Linked DNA regions of Sus scrofa: region 2 is linked to region 1. A link is a contact called in public Hi-C data. All regions are on one chromosome and are shown on one strand. Each heading gives the region's core, a stretch centred on a gene start, on an enhancer-like site or on the middle of the called end of the contact. The rest is flanking DNA. Distances are from core to core; before and after follow the strand shown.

What was found. Hi-C and Micro-C count contacts between places; a contact is called where the count stands out from the background.
Region 2: a Hi-C map of epiblast stem cells shows a contact between it and region 1, with 2.6 times the contacts expected there. The contact joins the promoter of NDUFA6 here to the promoter of SERHL2 in region 1. A contact is called at or near these places in 1 of 5 promoter capture datasets (fetal skeletal muscle), 2 of 47 Hi-C or Micro-C datasets (embryonic fibroblasts and epiblast stem cells) and 2 of 2 datasets of contacts at active chromatin or transcription factors (alveolar macrophages and skeletal muscle).

The regions. Positions count from the first base shown.
Region 1 is chr5:6,237,259-6,243,337 of Sscrofa11.1, forward strand. SERHL2 (serine hydrolase-like protein 2) reads right to left here and starts at 2,553. Exons shown (of 12, transcript XM_021091434.1): 1 at 2,324-2,553.
Region 2 is chr5:6,559,484-6,565,562 of Sscrofa11.1, forward strand. It overlaps NDUFA6 (NADH:ubiquinone oxidoreductase subunit A6), which reads left to right and starts at 2,591. Exons shown (of 3, transcript NM_001185178.1): 1 at 2,591-2,746; 2 at 5,970-6,079. The coding sequence starts at 2,608.

The sequences.
Region 1 (6,079 bases), core at 1,303-3,802:
CTTGGCCTGAATCCTGCATCCTGCCTGCCAGTCTCCAAGGTAAAGGCAGGCAGGCTCTTCATGGTTTATTAAGCAACCAGAGCAACACAGACTAGAATTCTTCAGCTCCCACCATGTGATGGAAGATGTGGGTTTTGCATTCTTTTCTTTTTTTCTTTTTTGCTCAGAGCCTGTGATAAGGGTCAACTCGACCTATGCTACTTTATTTACTCAACATCTCACCAAAACATTTTCTCCGGGAATTATTGTGGTAGTTCCACATTCAGCACTGCTGGGAAGTGCTAGGAGCGGGCTGCTTAATGTCTCTGTTGTCAGTTTCCCAGTTTCTTCGCAGTTGTATTTCTAGCCTGAAGTTGCATCTGGTACATAGCAGGTGCTCAGTAAATGTTTGTTCAATGAATAAATGCATGAATTATCTGAAATGTCATATTTTTCACTCTCCCATGCCTTGGCATATGTTAATTGCTTCAGTCTAAAAGCTCCTACTCCTTGCAGCAGTTACCTTTGGATGTGTGCCTAACTCGCAATAACTCTCTTTTGGGGAGCTGTCTCCCTCCCATCCACAAAGTCACCAAGGTGGGTCTGAGGGAGCCCTATTCCTGTCTTGGACGCTGCCCCTAGACCATAACCAATTTCTGGGGTGGGGCAACCTGACCCAAGTTGGGCCAAGGCCTCTGCCCCAGCAATTTGGAATCAGGGTTTGATATTCCAGCCTTACTCTGGGCTTGTCTTCAGAATGGGACACATTTGGGGAAAAAAAAAGGGGGGGGAGCCACAGTATGACTGTCAACTACCCCTGCAACTTAAGTAGCAGGGGGAAAAATTCAGATGTGCAGAGAGCAGAAGAGAAAGAAACAGGCTATGGTCAAGGAGTGGAGGGTGTGCTATGATGCACCACCCTGGATCCTGCAAGGGCCGAGCCGTCATTCCTCCAGCCCGCGGCGAATGTCAGCTGTGACAGTTGAGTTCTTCCCTGAGACTCGCCCCTCATGGAAGGGACCTGCCACGTCCGAGGACATGGCCTCCCCAGGGCATTCCATCACCACGGACCGGTCCTTATACCCCAGTCAATGCCCTCGCCAATGTACAAAGGGCTGGTGACAACCATCCCAGCTCCTGAGCTTCCCATGGAATCGTGTAAGGTTCCCAGCTGAATCCAGGTTCAACTTCTGCCCTGCGCAGCTGCTCTGATTTGCTAAAAGGCTGCTTCCTGAGAGGCTGAGCGATGAGTGTTCTGTATGCATGAATAAGAGAGTGCAGCTCTGCTTCCCAGGGCACCTAACCCAAGACACGAGGCTTACAGTGCAAAGGCACTGGTGGTAAAACAACTGATGATTGCTGTGATGAGGCAGAGGTTCTTCCCAAGAAGCACCTCAGCTTCCTTGCTGGCCCTAGCGAGGGGCCTCCTTAAATTAACCTTTCCTAAATGAAACATAGTTTGCAGGTCAGGGTGGTAAGCATTTTGGCCTCCAGCATAGCAGCTGAGACCCCCAGGGCCACCTGGAGAGGGAGGTAAAGTTTGGCCTTGGCACCTGGTCCTTTTTACAAATCTCTCCCGCCCCCCAGCCCTAGGGTGGGCATGTGAAGTGCTGCACCCAGCCCAGCCCCCTTCTCTCATTCAATGTGGATTGAGGGGCCACGAGGTGCGGGGCTCCTTCTCTGACCCATCTCGCTGTCAAAGTGCCCTGGACCGGCTCCCATCTCTGATCCCTGCGGCAGGCACGCACAGGTGCATTATCTTCCACCAGTGGCATTTTCACCATGGGGCTTCGTCTTGGTTCCTGTTTCTGGTTTCAGGGAATTTCCTCCTCTGGGGATTCAGCAGCTCAGTCCCTATGTAGACTTTGGGGAAGACTCCAGGCTGAAGGCGTCGTAGACACTCAGAGGCCCTCAGATGGTCCAGAACCCCTGAGAGGTTCCGAACCCCTCTTGTTGCAACTGAGGAAACAGAGTATTTGAACCAATCCTGCAACCCAGGACAGGCAGATGGGGAAATGCTTTCCACTGACTGAGGTTCAATTCGATTCTCTCGACACCCAGCATCTGCCGCCTCCCGCCCTTGGGAGGGTTTCCAGGAGCGAATCTGATTCTTGGCGCGCGCGGGTACCGTGGGGAGCGGAGCGGAGGCGCGCGGGGGCCGCGCCACGTCCCGGGGGCTGCGGGTGGGTCCAGAGCCGCTCTGCGGCCAGGGCGGCCAAGAAGAGGGAGAAACTCGTCTCCACCGCGCCCCCCCGCCCCCAAGTCCCGTTCTCCCTCTTTCTAGAAGCCCTCCTCTATCCTGGCTGCGACTGTGCGACTCTTTTTTTGGCGAAAGAAACCTTACCGAATCGAGGGCACTAGGGCGGCGGCACCAAGGGAAGGCAGGGTGGTGTCTGTTGGAGGCTTTTATCCTTGGAGCGTAGAATTAGAGGAAGAGCCCTTCCGCAGACCCCGAATTCCCGCTGCGCGCGACGGCCCGGGCCGTGGCAGGATCCCAAACACTCAGTGCCGCGTGGACCTTGGGCGGCGGGAACCTCGGACGCCGGTCGGCTCCCAGGAAGCCCTGCGGCCCCTCTCGAGCGGGGTTGGAGCGCCCCCTGCCGGCCCCCCGCCTTACCGCAGCCCCGCGCGCGGTCCTCCCCGGGGCGGATGCAGGGACCCCGGCAGGCGGCGCTAGGATGTAGGGGCTTCCTCCCAAGCCTGCCATCCCTTCGCACTTAGGCTGCAACTGATTCTTTTTTAAAAAGAAAAAGGAAAAAGGGCCTTTCCCCAGACCTCTGTGTGAGGCAATGGAGAGGAATACACCAACACTCCGGTGGCGTTCTCTGAACCTTTTTCGGTTCCAGGACCACTTTGGGGTCAAAGATTTTAAGGCAGGGATCCTCTTACAAGGAGCTGCCTACAAGGTATTAAAGAGCTTTGGGTTGGACAATCACTGACAAGTTAGATTTGACACTTTGGATGGGGCTTTAGACATGTGTGACAAACAGAAGAGTGGTTTTATTTTTACAAATTGGTGTTTGTTATTTTGATTTTTAGTTTTCTTTTGCTTTTTTAGGGCCACATTTGCGGCATATGGAAGTTCCCAGGCTAAGGGTCAAATCAGAGCTGCAAGCTGCTGGCCTAGCCCACAGCCACAGCAACATCGGGATCCAAGCTGCATTTGCGACCTACACCACAGCTCGCAGCCACGCCAGATCCTTAACCCACTGAGCAAGGCCAGGGATTGAGCCTGCATCCGCATGGATACTTGTTGGGTTCGTTACTGCTGAGCCACAATGGGAACTCCACAAATTGTTTCTTTTTTAATTTTTTAACATTATAGTTGATTTATAATGTTCTGTCAATTTCTGCTGTTCAGCAAAGTGACCCAGTTATATGTGTATATATATATATACATTCTTTTCCCCATATTATCTTCTATCACGCTCCACCACAGCTGATTGGATATTCATTCAATTCATTGCTTATCCATTCAAATTCGGGGTTTGCATCTACTACTCCCAGTACCCCAAACTCCCAGTCATCCCACTCCCTCCCCTTTGGCAACCACAAGGCTGTTCTCTATGTCCATGTGTTTGTTTCTGTTCTGTAGATAGGTTCATTTGGCCACACCTACAGCATATGGAAATTCCTGGGCTGGGGTCCAACCCAGAGCTGTAGCTGCTGGCCTATGTCACAGACACAGCAAGGCCAGAACTGAGCCACGTCTGTGACCTACACCACAGCTCACGGCAACACTGATTTTTTTTTTTTTTTTTTTTTGTCTTTTTGCCATTTCTTGGGCTGCTCCCACAGCATATGGAGGTTCCCAGGCTAGGGGTCGAATGGGAGCTGTAGCTGCCAGCCTACACCAGAGCCACAGCAACGCGGGATCTGAGCCACATCTGCAACCCACACCACAGCTCATGGCAACGCCGGATCCTTAACCCACTGAGCAAGGCCAGGGATCAAACTGGCAACCTCATGGCTCCTAGTCAGATTCGTTGACCACTGAACCACAACGGGAACTCCAACACTGGGTCTTTAACCCACTGAGCAAGGCTAAGGATCAAACTCGTATCCTCATGAATACTAGTTGGCTTCATAACCCACTGCACCACAACAGGAACTCCAAAGCTGAAATTCCTGTAGGCCAAGGTTGAGGTCCAGTGAAGAAGAGGACTCCGATGAGACTGCCTAGTTTGGTCAAGGACAGTCTTTGTCACTTTCCATAGTAGCAGTACAGAGCTGCTCTGTCCTTTTCACAGCGGATTGTCCCTCTTGATGGGCATTTGAGAGCAGTGAGGAGAAGGTTTTATAAATCCAAGTTATTTTCAAGAAAACAAATATGAAATGGGAATTACTTTTTCAAAAATAATTAATGTAGCATATAAAGAAATAATATAATAATCTGAAGTTCGTTTTATTTAAAGAATTCTGGGAAATTGGCACAACATTGGAAATCAACTATACTTTAATAAGAAATAAAAATGAATTAAAGGCATTCCCGTCGTGGCTCAGTGGTTAACGAATCTGACTGGCATCCATGAGGACGCAGGTTGGATCCCTGGCCTTGCTCAGTGGGTTAAGGATCTGGCATTGCCGTGAGCTGTGGTGCGGGTTGCAGACATGGCTCAGATCCTGAATTGTGGCTGTGGTGTAGGCTGGCAGCTACAGCTCCGATTGGACCCCTAGGCTGAGAACCTCCATATGCCAGAGGTGCAGCCCTAAAAAGACCAAAAAAAAAAAAAAAAAAAATCCCCACAAAAAAACAAAAAACTCTCCAACATTCACTGATGATTTCATGAGTAACTACTCCCCAAACCTCTTGCTGATCCCATTGACTTTCCATTAGCATCCTAAGTAGATTTTCCACTGTAGAATTTATTTTAATTCTCCATGTATTATCATTTGGGGGTTCTTGTCTAATCTTGGCTACTCATCTTTTTGACACCCCCGCCCCCAACTCAATAACCTCTAAGCATTTGCTGAGGGTCTCGACCCATAGAGGATACTCAAACGGAGTGAGGGGAAGTTTTCTTTCACAGAAAAGCTATGGCTACTAGCTTTCCAAACTCTGCCAAAAGGTATGACATGGGTAAAATTGCTTTGTTTTTCATCCATGGCCTGGAAATCTAGAGGAGTCAGAATCTTCAAGGAAGGAGGAGTGGTTTTGAGGTAGGTCTTCAAGGATGCTTAGCGTTTGATAGGTGGTCTTAGCAGGAAGCAGGTGCCTAGGGAGGCTGTAGAGAGAGCCTGTGGAGAGAGAATTCCTATTTGGAGTGGGAGGGGCAAGGTGGGACCAAATTATGGGGGACTTTGGAAAATAATCAGCTCTTTGGATGTGACAAGAGGCATTCCTGTTGTGGCTCAGTGGATAAAGAACCCAACTAGTATCCATGAGGATGAGGGTTCGATACCCGGCCTCGCCCAGTGGGTCCACGATCTGGCATTGCCTGGAACTGCAGCGTGGGTCACAGATGCGGCTCGGATCTGGTGTTGCTGTGGCTGTGGTGTAGGCTCTAGCTGCAGCTCCGATTCAACTCCTAGCCTGGGAGCTTCCATTTGCCACAGGCGGGGCTCTAAAAAGAAAAAAAAGAAAAAAAAAAAAAAGATGTGACAAGAGAAGAAATGGAGAGACCCTGTGTGTCTTATGCAAAGTCTTAGATAATTACAGCCCTGCTAAAAGAGCCGGTGTTAGGATAATAAAATCAGTGCAGTAGAGCCTGGGACTTTTTTGTGAAAAGCCGCTTTTAAGTATTTATTTATATCTTAGTTTTTGTCTTTAATTAGTAGGAATTGTGAGGGGGAATTGAGGTTGTGACACATTTTATTCTCTCTCCACTTCATGAAAAAAATGCTAACTTCTGATCCCAGCAACACCTGGCATTGACCTTTCCTTTAGGCGGCGTTTCTTCCTTGAATCAGGAACCAGCACATGCTCCCTGCCAGTGAGGTGTTTTCTCATTAAATACTGACATTCTGCTGCATTCTGGGTGTGGTATTAGTGGCCATAGATAAACAGGGAAATACCATATATTTTTGTTTTTGTGGGCTTAGTGTCTTTTTTGTGGGGTGGGCTTAGTGTCTGGTTGGAAATTGACATATGGAGTTCCCA
Region 2 (6,079 bases), core at 1,341-3,840, 320 kb after region 1:
CTCCAACTTGACCCCTAGCCCAGGACCTAAAAACACACACACACACAAAAGGGGGCTATTTGGTTTTTTATTATTGAGTTGTAAGAGTCTTTTATATCTAGATATAACTCCCTTATGGAATATTCAGTTTGTAATTATTGTCTCCCAGTTCGTGAGTTGTTTTAGAGACACTTATTTTTCCAATGAATAATAATATTAAACACATGAATTTACATCGAGTTCCCTGACGGCCCTGTGGTTATGGATTTGGTGCTGTCACTGCTGTGGCTTGGGTTCAGTCCATGACCCCAGAACTTCCGCATGCTTCAGGCAAAGCCAAACAACAACATTAAATTCATAATGGCAGCTACTCCTAGAGGAGGCAGGAGCATGAACCTGGCTAGAATCACACAGGTAGACATCAGAGGTAGAGCACAGACTCTGAAGCCAGCTATCTGGGTCTCAATCCAATATTGTCATGTAACTTAGCTGCTCTACCTCAGTTTTCTCATCTGTAAAGTGGGTATAACAATGCTTATCTCACAGGTGTGTTGTGAGGCCTAAACAAGTTAATGTGCCTGGAGAATGTAAAACAGTGGTTACAAGGAGCATGGGACAATTTATATAAACTTAACTGTACTAAAACTTCCTGAGGCAGCTACTGAAGTTCAAGTTTCCATTATATTATGTTTTGTAACTTACATATACTACATGCTACACGCCTTCTTTTAACCCATAATTGAGTTAAGCATACAAACACATTTAAAAAAATAATACGGAGGAAAACAATCCAATTTTTTTACCCTTTAAAATGGGAAAGACTGGAGAATTCCCATTGTGGCTCATCGGTAACGAACCTGACTAATATCCACGAGGACGAGGGTTTGATCCCTGGCCCCACTCAGTGGTTTAAGGATAGGGCGATGCCGTGAGCTGTGGTTAGGTGGCAGACGTGGCTCAGATCTGGCGTTGCTGTGGCTGTGACTGGACACCTAACCCGAGAATTTCCATATGCTGAGAGTGCAGCCCTAAAAAGTAAGTAAGTAAGTAAATAAATAAATATAAATAAATACAAATAAAATGGGAAAAACTGGAGTTCCTGCTGTGGTGCAATGCGATCGGTGGCGTCTTGGAAGCACTGGGACACAGGTTCCATCCCTAGCCTGGCACAGTGGGTTAAGGATCTGGTGTTGCTGCAGCTGCAGCTCAGGTCACAACTGGAGCTCAGATCTGGCCCCTGGCCCGGGAACTCCATAGGCCATGAGTCTGCTAAAAAAGGAAAGAAAGGAGTTCCCGTCGTGGCTCAGTGGTTAACGAATCCAACTAGGAACCATGAGGTTGTGGGTTCGATCCCTGGCCTTGCTTAGTGGGATAAGGATCTGGCGTTGCGTGAGCTGTGGTGTAGGTCCCAGACGCAGCTCGGATCCAGCGTTGCTGTGGCTCTGGCGTAGGCCGGCGTCTACAGCTCCGATTCGACCCCTAGCCTGGGAACCTCCATATGCCGTGGGAGCAGCCCTAGAAAAGGCAAAAAGACATTAAAAATGGGGGGGGGGAGAGACTGGGCTAGATGCAGGTCCATCCCCCATGCTGGCTGGGGTCCCAGTTGAGCCCTGACCCCAACTCCTTCCCAACACTTACAAGGTGTCTGTCCAGCTGCACTTTCAGAAAAGACCCATGGACTCCAGGCAAGTGTTAAGGCAGGGGCGCAGTCGGAGATGGCCAGTGACCGAGACGTCTGGCACCACCTCAGTTTCTCACCTGAAGATGGGAGGCCAGCAGACCCTCCCTGATCTGGGAGGCTGACAAAGACCAAGCAGAACACCTGTGCACGGCCTGACAGGCTGTCAGCTGTTACTTTTCCCTTTACCCTTCCAGGTTCCCCTTGATGTTCAGAGGTAACCTCAGGAGAAGAATGCCAGGCAAAAGGGCTATCCCCAGTGGACGACCTAAGGTTCGGTCCAGCTCCAAAATTCTGGGCTATTTGTCACAGAGATGCAGAGTTTGGGATGAAAACGTCCCCGTCTAAATGCGGCTGATGATACGACCTACCTCCTGGGCGTGGAGAAGCGCTGAGAACCTAAAGGGCCAGGAGAGCGCTTTCACCTCTACCTCTACACCACGCTTCGAGAGAGCAGGTGTACAGGAAATTTTTTTTTTTTTTCCAGAAAAGCCGCAGAGCTGCTGGGCCAACGCCACGGCAGAACAGAAGCTATTATCCGCCTCAGCGGCCCCTGGGGCCGACGGCCGGAGCCCGGGGAGCTGATAGACGAAGCTCCACAACCCGCCCAGCACGAGCGCTCGGCCTGACTCTTGACAGCAGCGAGACACCAGCTCGCGGCCCAAAGATCAGCCTGGGCCCGAGCGCCCCCCGGCGGCACAACAGGGCGACGGCTAGGACCCCCAATGGCCGATAGCGCGATTCCGCAGGTGAGCATGCGCCTGCCGGTCTCCAACCAAGAGAGCAAGGCTTCTCAGCCAATAAGAGAGCCCCACAGCCATTCTCCCGCCCACCAGCGAAGATTGTGGGCGGGGATACAGGTTTTAGCCAATGAGAAAAAAAAAGGCGTCCCCAGGCCGCCCTGAAGAGTAGAAAAGGGGGTGGTGTTGAGCTGTGGTTTATTTAGCAAGATGGCGGCGAGCGGACTTCCCCGGGCGGCTGCGGCGGCCGGCACCTCGGTGAAGCCCATTTTCAGTCGGGACATGAACGAGGCCAAGCGGAGGGTGCGCGAGCTCTATCGCGCCTGGTATCGGGAGGTGCCGAACACTGGTGAGAGGCAGCGCCGCACGCGGGCACCCGGAGGCAGCCGCCCAAGGTCGCAGCCGCCCCGGCCTCCCGTTTCTGCCGGGCCGGGCGGAGGTGGCCAACTTGGGCAGGGGTGACTCCGAGTGCTTCAGGGCAGCAGGGTCCCACGTGCCTAGTCGTGCTCTGCGTCGGAACCGCGCGTCTAGCGCTCTCGCTCTTTGCCCCCCTGTATTTCTTCCCGAGCCCCTGCGAGGGAGAGCAGCGGCTGTCACTGACATACTCATTTTATAGGTGAGGCAACCGAGGCACCTAGAGGCCAGGCCAGGTCAACCCCCAGGTGAACTCTGGAAAACCTGAATGTATTTACGGACGCCCGTTAGGTTATATAAACCAAAGGGCTGTAGAATTTGAGCCATCGTGGTCTTCCCACATTTCCTACGGAGAAGGGAAGGGACTTTCCCAAGGTCATCCAGTAAGACGTGGTGCCTTTTGCCGTCCCTCCAGGTGAGAGGGCCACCCTCCGCAGTCTCCCAAGTCTTTTTACCTGGCTCTGCAGGCTAGTTTTCCTTAAGAACGCCTTCCCCTGCCCTCTGCTGCCTCAGAACCCCAGGAATCACGTGTCTGAGAACCAGTCTGTCCACCTGCAGGATTAAGGTATAAGCTCCCTGGGTTCAAAGACTGTCTTTTTCGGGGGGCCGGGGGGGCATCCCCCTTAGCGCTGCCCAGTGTAACTAGTGAAGGAAAAGTTGGGGAAAACCTCATCTAAACTGTCAGGGGCAATACACATGTCAGGGACATTTTTGTCCCCGGCTTTCTCACTGGTGGAGGGGGTGTGTTCAGGGGGCTGGGATAGGAGGAGGCCGCCTAGGACAAAGCTATGGAATTTTTCTCTTTAGAGACACGGGTTCTTAACCGGGCAGGGTGGGCACTCAGGGGTCCGTAAACTAACATCGTAAGCACATCTTTGCATCTGTGCCTGTGAACATTTTCCTGAGGAGAAGATGCATGCACCCAGTGAGCTGGTGTGTGGTTTAGGACATCACGTGGAACGGGAGTGGGTGGACACCAGCTTCCCTAGTAGGCGTGGAGGTGCCTTGTTGTTTCTCCCAAGGTTGGGCAGGTATCTGATGTGACTATGCGGGAAAGGTAAGCACTGATAGCAGGGGGAGATTCTTCATGCTCCCTTCCTTAAACGAGCAGAATATCGTACATTATAAAACAATAAACAACCTGGATTCTTGGCCCCTGTTTGCCAGGAACCAGTGGTCTGACCTCAGGCAAGTCCCCACAGTGCTCTAGTGCTAGGATTCTCAAATCCAGGATCCATGTTAGTTTGCATGGATTTGTGTGTCTTTGTCCTCTTGTCCCTGTGTTTGCTTTTCCAGACTTCCTAACGTGATACTGACTGTGGTGTTTGGCACCTAACTCTGTGGCTGAAAACCTAGATTTTTAGTGTTTACCATTTTCAGTGATGTAAATACTCCCACCGCGGTGGATTTTTAAGCCCTCAAAGTGAAGTCAGTGCAGGCAGATTTGGGAAGAGACGTGTGTGCCTGGCTCCCCAGGCAGCCTGCTCCAGCACACCACTGGACACCGAGCTCTTTCTTGTGTGGGTGACCCTCTGCCCTCCCTGTTAACACCCGTGAAGCTGGGATGGCGGAGTTTCTCCTGTTACATTTCTGCTGTTGCTTTTATTCTTTGGTTGGATCAGCCGGGCTTGATCTTTTCCTCAGCAGAAGCTTTATTTTTCTATTGCTATCACTAAGTTATGAGTATAATCAAAGATTCAAACTTAATTGTCCCTAAACAGCCCTTGTGCTTTTCAGAGCTGGCCGTGATAGTTCTGTAGACCAGAGTGGCGACGTCACAGGAATGGCCACACCGCAAGGTCTCCTCACCAAGGGAGCCCCCAGGCCTCCTCAACCTCGGTGCCCATTCTAGCCTCGGTGCCCATTCTAGCCTGTTTATTCTGTTGCCTGGGCCTCGTGTGCCCCTCTCTTCTTATTTTACCTACCACTCAAGGCCCTGTTCGTGTCCTTGTCACCAGCAAATCCACCGAAGGCCAGCCGCCAGAGGATAAGAATACAAATGACCGAAACCTAATTTTCAGAGAACATCTATGGGCTTTATCTGAGCTCCCAAGTCACTGAGTCTGTGCCACTATTTTAGTACTTAATCAGGGGTTGCTGAATATTGCGGGGGTTTTTTTGTTTTGTTTTGTTTTGGTTTTGCTTTTTAGGGCCGTACATGTGCATATGGAAGTTCTCAAGCTAGGGGTCGAATTAGAGCTACAGCTGCTGGCCTACACCACAGCTACAGCAACTTGGGATCCGAACTGCGTCTGCAACCTCTACCACAGCTCACAGCAACACCGGATCCCTTGACCCACTGAGTGAAGCCAGGAATCGAACCCACATCCTGGTGATACTAGTCGGATTCATTTCCACTGCACAATGACGGGAACGCCTGAACACTGTGATTTTTACATTTGCATTCATTGCAATCACATTTTACAATTGCATTCATTATTGCATTCATAAATTCTAATTGTTGTCCCTGCAATTAGAATTTAAGACCTAGAGAGCAGGAGCTACCCCTTAAACTTCTCTCTTTCCCCCAAGTAACCTAATATAGCAGTCACTGCCTGCTAGATTGATGCCTTTCCTTACCTGCACACGCAGCAGTCTCCCTCAACTCTTAGGTCTGTGTGGTGCACAAGCCTACACCTATCATTGTACGTTAATTTCAACCCTGTCATCTTGTGCCAGTTGTTCCATGCAGTAAAAATGCCAGCATTTATTGAGAGCTTATTCTATCCGGGGCACTGTTCTGAGCATCTTGCCTTCTCTCATTGACTCATCACATCAGCTCTGGAGTTACATATGCTGCTCTCGTCCTCATTTCATTCACAGATAAATACACTGAGGCATGGAAAAGTTAACGTACACAGGATCATATAGCTGATAAGTGACAGAGCTGGGATTTGAACCCAGCTTGTTCATACTCTTGAACTGTGCTATCTTGCCTCTTCAAAAGCAGTGAGCTTGTCTCCCCAAACAGAATGCAAGCTCTGAGAGCAAGTGCCGTATCACAGTTCTTCACATCCTCAATCACCTAACTCAGGGTCAGGCTAGTATTTGGTGAGTGGAATGAATGGGCAACTTACGCGTTCAATGACTAGCCATTGACTCAATTTTCTTAAAACACATTTTAACCCTCTCTACCCTGAATCATGTTTTCTTTCTAGTGCATTTATTCCAGCTAGACATCTCTGTGAAACAGGGACGAGATAAAGTCCGAGAAATGTTTATGAAGAATGCCCACGTCACAGACCCCAGGGTGGTTGATCTTCTGGTC